Linked DNA regions of Mus musculus: region 2 is linked to region 1. Evidence: chromatin contacts called from public promoter capture Hi-C data. All regions are on one chromosome and are shown on one strand. The core of a region is the stretch at or near the end of the contact, and the rest is flanking DNA. Distances in the headings are between cores, read along the strand shown. Region 1 holds the start of Alg6 (asparagine-linked glycosylation 6 (alpha-1,3,-glucosyltransferase)). Region 2 holds the start of Spata6 (spermatogenesis associated 6).

Evidence for each region. Promoter capture Hi-C pulls out the DNA fragments that hold promoters and counts their contacts.
Region 2: a promoter capture Hi-C map of pre-B cells shows a contact between it and region 1. The contact joins the promoter of Spata6 here to the promoter of Alg6 in region 1. A contact is called at or near these places in 1 of 39 promoter capture datasets (pre-B cells) and 1 of 484 Hi-C or Micro-C datasets (pre-B cells).

The regions. Positions count from the first base shown.
Region 1 is chr4:99,714,344-99,716,967 of GRCm38.p6, reverse strand. Alg6 (asparagine-linked glycosylation 6 (alpha-1,3,-glucosyltransferase)) reads right to left here and starts at 1,338. Exons shown (of 15, transcript NM_001081264.1): 1 at 1,262-1,338.
Region 2 is chr4:111,718,680-111,721,303 of GRCm38.p6, reverse strand. Spata6 (spermatogenesis associated 6) reads right to left here and starts at 1,294. Exons shown (of 13, transcript NM_026470.3): 1 at 1,047-1,294. The coding sequence starts at 1,097. Gm33192 (a long non-coding RNA gene) reads left to right here. Exons shown (of 2, transcript XR_376552.3): 1 at 1-87.

The DNA of each region.
Region 1 (2,624 bases), core at 89-2,588:
AGGGATCTGCAACCCTATAGGTGGAACAACATTATGAACTAACCAGTACCCCGGAGCTCTTGACTCTAGCTGCATATGTATCAAAAGATGGCCTAGTCGGCCATCACTGGAAAGAGAGGCCCATTGGACTTGCAAACTTTATATGCCCCAGTACAGGGGAACGCCAGGGCCAAAAAGGGGGAGTGGGTGGGGAGGGGAGTGGGGGTGAGTGTATGGGGGACTTTTGGGATAGCATTGGAAATGTAAATGAGGACGATACCTAATAAAAAATTAAAAAAAAAAAAAGAATTGAAAGAACACCCTGCATTGTATTTAACCATACATTTTTAAAGCCACAGATCAACAACAGAAACAACAACAACAAAAATTACCTAAGGGGGTAGGGTTAATGAGGAGGGGGGTTCTCTGGAGAGGTCTTGTGAGATGAAATGAATATTGTTATTTGAACTGAGAAACAGAAAAAGATACGTTCCCTGGGTGAGTGATGAGCAACAAGTTCCAGTAGAATTATGTACAGTATGGTTCTGCAAGCATGTTATTCCAACAAACGAGCTTATGAGGAAATGCCATTCACTTGTTATTCAGAACAAAATTGCTATGCGAGCAAAGATCATTTCTAGTCCTTTCAATGTCCTTCCATCCTTAGAGTTCGGTTGGCAGAAAGCAGGAACCCACTTGACTAGAGAAGGTAGTCGGGGTGGACAAATGTGGGCAGGAGAAGGGAGGAGAGAGTGAGGGATACTACATTTTCGGAAGTCCTGTGTGAAACACAGTGAAACACGAGGTCTCACCGTGTTGCTCTGGCTAGCCTAAAACTCTCCAATGTAGAACAGGCTGGCCTGGAAACCTGAGATCCTCCTGCCTCTGCCTCCCAGTGCCACCATTCGGGCTATCTCCCCCTTAAACAGCAGGCGACTGCTGTGCCACCTGCAAGAGCAGCTCAGCAACTTTCTCAGGAGGCCACGCACAGATAGCAGGCACATCCCGACAAGGGGCCAGACCGTCAAGTCCCAGACTTCTTTTTCCTGCTAAGGTACCCTCGGGACATCAGCCTCGGGAGGGACAGACCCACAGGACGGCGGGGACAGGGTCGCCGAGGCCAATCCGGCCAGGCCGCGTCACTTCTGCAGGACAGCCACACGCCGGGGATCTCGGGGATGGGCGAGACCTCCCAACAAGCCCCCGAGAAGCCCGCTCGAGCCGGCTGCCGGGACCTCCCGACGCCTGCCGCCTCCAGACCTCGGCAACCCCAGGCTCTTACCAGCCTCTGCTCTCCAGAATTGGCGCCCGCAGAGAACCAGCGAATGCGCCTGCGCACTCACAGCCCGAGGAGCACGCGCGCTCCCAGCGGCGCTCACGGGAGCGAGCCCGTAAGGCGAGGGGGCGGAGTGGTGGGCGGAGTCATCGTGGAGGGGCGGGACTGGGAGAGCTAGACTGCCACGTTGCGGGAGGCGGGGTGCAAGCCCTGGAATTCGAGAAGCCTGGCGGCTGGGGTTAGGTCAGGGGCAGGTGGAAAGCCCCTTGCTCCTCTTTCCCGGGACCACGGCCAAAGCTTGAGCGGCTGCTTAGCCCACGGATTCCTGTGAGGGGCGGCTCCTGCGCTCTTCGCACTGGCGAGCCCTTGGCCAGTCCTCATCCCGAGTGGCAGGTCTTCCTCCTGGGTCAGTGCCCTACAGCAGCCAGCCTACTTTCTTAGAGCTAAGCAAAGACTACTTGCCCCAGTAAAGTTGAGAAGTTACTTCTAGTGAGAAACCGTTTCTAGAGCCTCTGGGTTGAGCCTATGAGCAGCAATAGCTACACACGGTGACATTCTCACCTCTAGGGAGGCTGAGGCAAGAGGATGGAGAGTAAGAGGGTCAGCCTGAGATACACAGCAAGACCCTGTCCCTGACCCGCCAAAAAAAAAAAAAAAAAAAAAAAACTCCGTCCCAGAATAGACACTACATGCCCCATCAGGCAACTTGAACCATCCGTTCCCACATTTGCCAAAAATAATATCCCCCTCCTTCCCTCACACCCTGCTTTTGATTTGTGCCATTTTGTAGACACCAACTCTGACATAAGTGAAAACAAATATTGAGTATTGCTGGGGGAGGTGAATTGGGGGTGGGGGAAGAAGTATGTGTTACCTGTGTGTACTTGAAGAGATCAAAGGTCGATGCTGGTGTCTTTCTCTATCCATCCCCACCTTACATTTTGAGACAGTCTTTCACTCAACCTAGAGCTCACCTGTTTGACTACACTGGAGTCTCTGCTCTCACAAAATTCTCTTCAAAAAGCATTTCCCATGCAAAAAAAGAATAGAAAGCAGCACAATGAAGTGCACACTGTCACATTAGTAGTATACACACCACAGTCCATGGGAGTTAAGACAAGACTTGGACTCGGTGTAAACTATTAACTGTCAGGAAAGGCTTCTTCCTGAATGAGCCACCTTAGCTTTGAAAGAAAAATCAGACACAGGTGATAATGGATGTGTCAGAGGGAAAAGTTATGGTTAGACCAGGGTGAGAACTAGGAAGGGTCAATGGGACAGGGGATGTGTAAAGGTCTTTGTAATGTAGGAAGTGTGCAGGACAGCAAGGTTAAAGGAAAGAATATTATGGGATGGTCCCCAAGGTAGT
Region 2 (2,624 bases), core at 45-2,544, about 12 Mb before region 1:
ACTTCTATGCTGGTTTAAGTTCAGGGCTGCTGCAGCCACAAGGAGAGGAAATGAAGGCCAGAAAGAAGTGAGTGCAGCAAGCGTGGGGTAAGTGCAGAGAAAAGCTTAGTTTGGAGGCCAACAGGGGTGGGGGTGGTAATGCCAGAGAGCCCCTTGGGGCAGGCCCAGAAAATGACAGGGAATATGTACTGTTATCCCTACTTATGCAGTGATACCAACAAGTAGGCTGAGTCTTAATGAGGGCATTTCAAGGATAAAGGCGTGAAAAGCAGCAGAATAAGAAATTGAAGAGGTTCTCCTAGAATGCCTCTCCTCTAAGGGGAGAAAGGGGGTCTCTTGGGAATGACACTGAAGGACTTCAAAAATCTCTGAAGGAGACTGCAGTTATCAAAGGGAGTTGGGGCTTCTCAACACCCGGAAAGACCTCAGCCCCTCACTGGATGGCAGGAGGGGCTCCCCACCTCAACTAGATTTACTGAAGGAGGCTGGACAGAGTCCCCTGAATTGAGAGTAGATGAGTGGAGTTACAAGCTCCAAGCAGTAGTTGTCCGAAAAGCTGACCAGGTCTTTCTTGGGAGGATTGGAAGGATGCAAAGTCTGGAGTGTTTGGGTACTGGAGGGAAGAGCTGAAGTGGCTTCTGAGGAGTTGGGTTTATTCTGAGAGGAGAAACTAAGAAAACTTGGTGCAATGACGTCACAAGTAAGTTGTTTTTGGAGTTAGGGACTCCACCATGACTGAAAAGGCGTTCCTACTTTAACTGGAAGCTAGGGGAAGGATCTGAAAGCGGAAATGCTACACACCCCAGACTGGAGCAAGGGTTCAGGAGTTCCTCACCAAAAGAGTAAAGCAGAATTCAAAGGAACTACTGCCCCAGGAGCGGAACTCCGAAGTGGTGAGGAAGAGATCCAAAAGCACTCCAACTGGAAGTTGGGGTGAGGCCCCCGAGAGGCTGGAGTGGGAAAGCACTGGAGATTTCCAGGAGTCCCCCAGGGCCGGGGGCGGGCAGCGGACTTGGAGGCTGAGGCGGGACAGGGCCGGTACTCACAGAGCGGATCTCCAGCGCCAGGGCGCATTGCAGCGCCTTCACCTTCGGCATCCGCGCAGGGTAGGGCGGCGGGGAGGGACCCCGGCCTCCGGCCCGACTACGGCGGGAAGACGCGGGGCGGGACGAGGGACAGGGAGGAGATGAGGTGGCGGCGGAGGTGGCAGCTGTGGCCCCCAGGCCGGGGCCCGCGGTCCAGCCTGGGTCCCGCCCGAACAGCAGCTGAGCGCGGGGCGCGGACTCGTTGTCATGGCAGCCTGGAGGGGCGGGGCCGGAAGAGCCACGCCAAGGCCGGACACTACGGAGCAAGAGGCAGTGGGCGGGGCCCGGATTGTGGTGGGAGGGGCTTCAGTGGGTGGGGCTGAGCGGCTCTTCTGTGACGTAAAGTTATGAGTGCAAATCATAGGAAAGGGAACAGCTAGCTGTGCTGTGGGCCTCAACCCAGAACTGAGAACCCTGGGTTTCATGAGCAAATTCAGTTAGGAAAACTGAAACTACAGGCTGACACCTGTAGTTTCAGTTTTCCTAACTATCCTATAATTAGTAATCTTCCTTGAGTTTGTATTTTATGATACAATTTACAAAACCAATATAAGAAATAGGAAAATATCGCCCAAGACAAAGGCAAAACAGGGCTGGAACCCAGGATCTCTCAAGTAAAATCCCAGACGCCTTCTGGAATCACTATTATGGTCCTCTTATTAGTCACTTGTTTTGTGATTCTCTGTCAGTGTGCCCCTATTTCCTTTCAGGATTTCCTGTCTAGTTCACCACTACGCAAATCTCAATGCCTGTTGCCCAGGCTGAACTCTCAATAACAGACTCACAGAATAGAGGAGCCTAGCCATAGACCTTCAAAGATAAAAAGAACCTAACAAACTGTCGAGTTAAAGTCCATGTTAAAGTTAATTTTAATACATTAACTTTAGAGCACATTCTAACAATGGAGAGGAAAGTACCTGTGATTTTATCACCCAGTTGAGAAACAGGATGTTACTGAGCCAAAAAAAAAAAAAAAAAAAAAAAAAAGAAAAGAAAAGAAAAAGAAAAAGAAAATGCCTTGAGCATTGCCTTACCAACTTTTCCCTGATAGTAAACCCTGCAATGACCTCCATTACTGTAAGTCTTCTATGCATTTCCAAACTACATTCTGCTCAATTTGTCTTTTTTATGTTAAATAGATTTAATACTTATATATTCTGTGATTTGTTTATCTCCTTATGATACAGAAATATACAACGACTTATGTGTACATTCTTTATCCTATGTACTTTTGATGAGCACTTGTATCGTTCATATTTTAGCTTTCATTAACAATACTGTTATGAAGGTTCTGAAATATGTTAGCAACTGAGAGGTAGTTCAGCAATTGAAAGCACGCTGTTCCAGAGGACTAGAGTTCAATTTCCAGTACCCACGTTGGGCAGCTTACAGCTACCTGTAACTCCAGCTACAGGGGATTTGGTGTGACTTCTGGTATCCTGATAGACTTATGTGTATGTATACATGGAAACACAGAGATAAATAATTTTTAAACCTTTAGAATATGTCTGTTAATATATGTGTATGTATTGAGTTGGA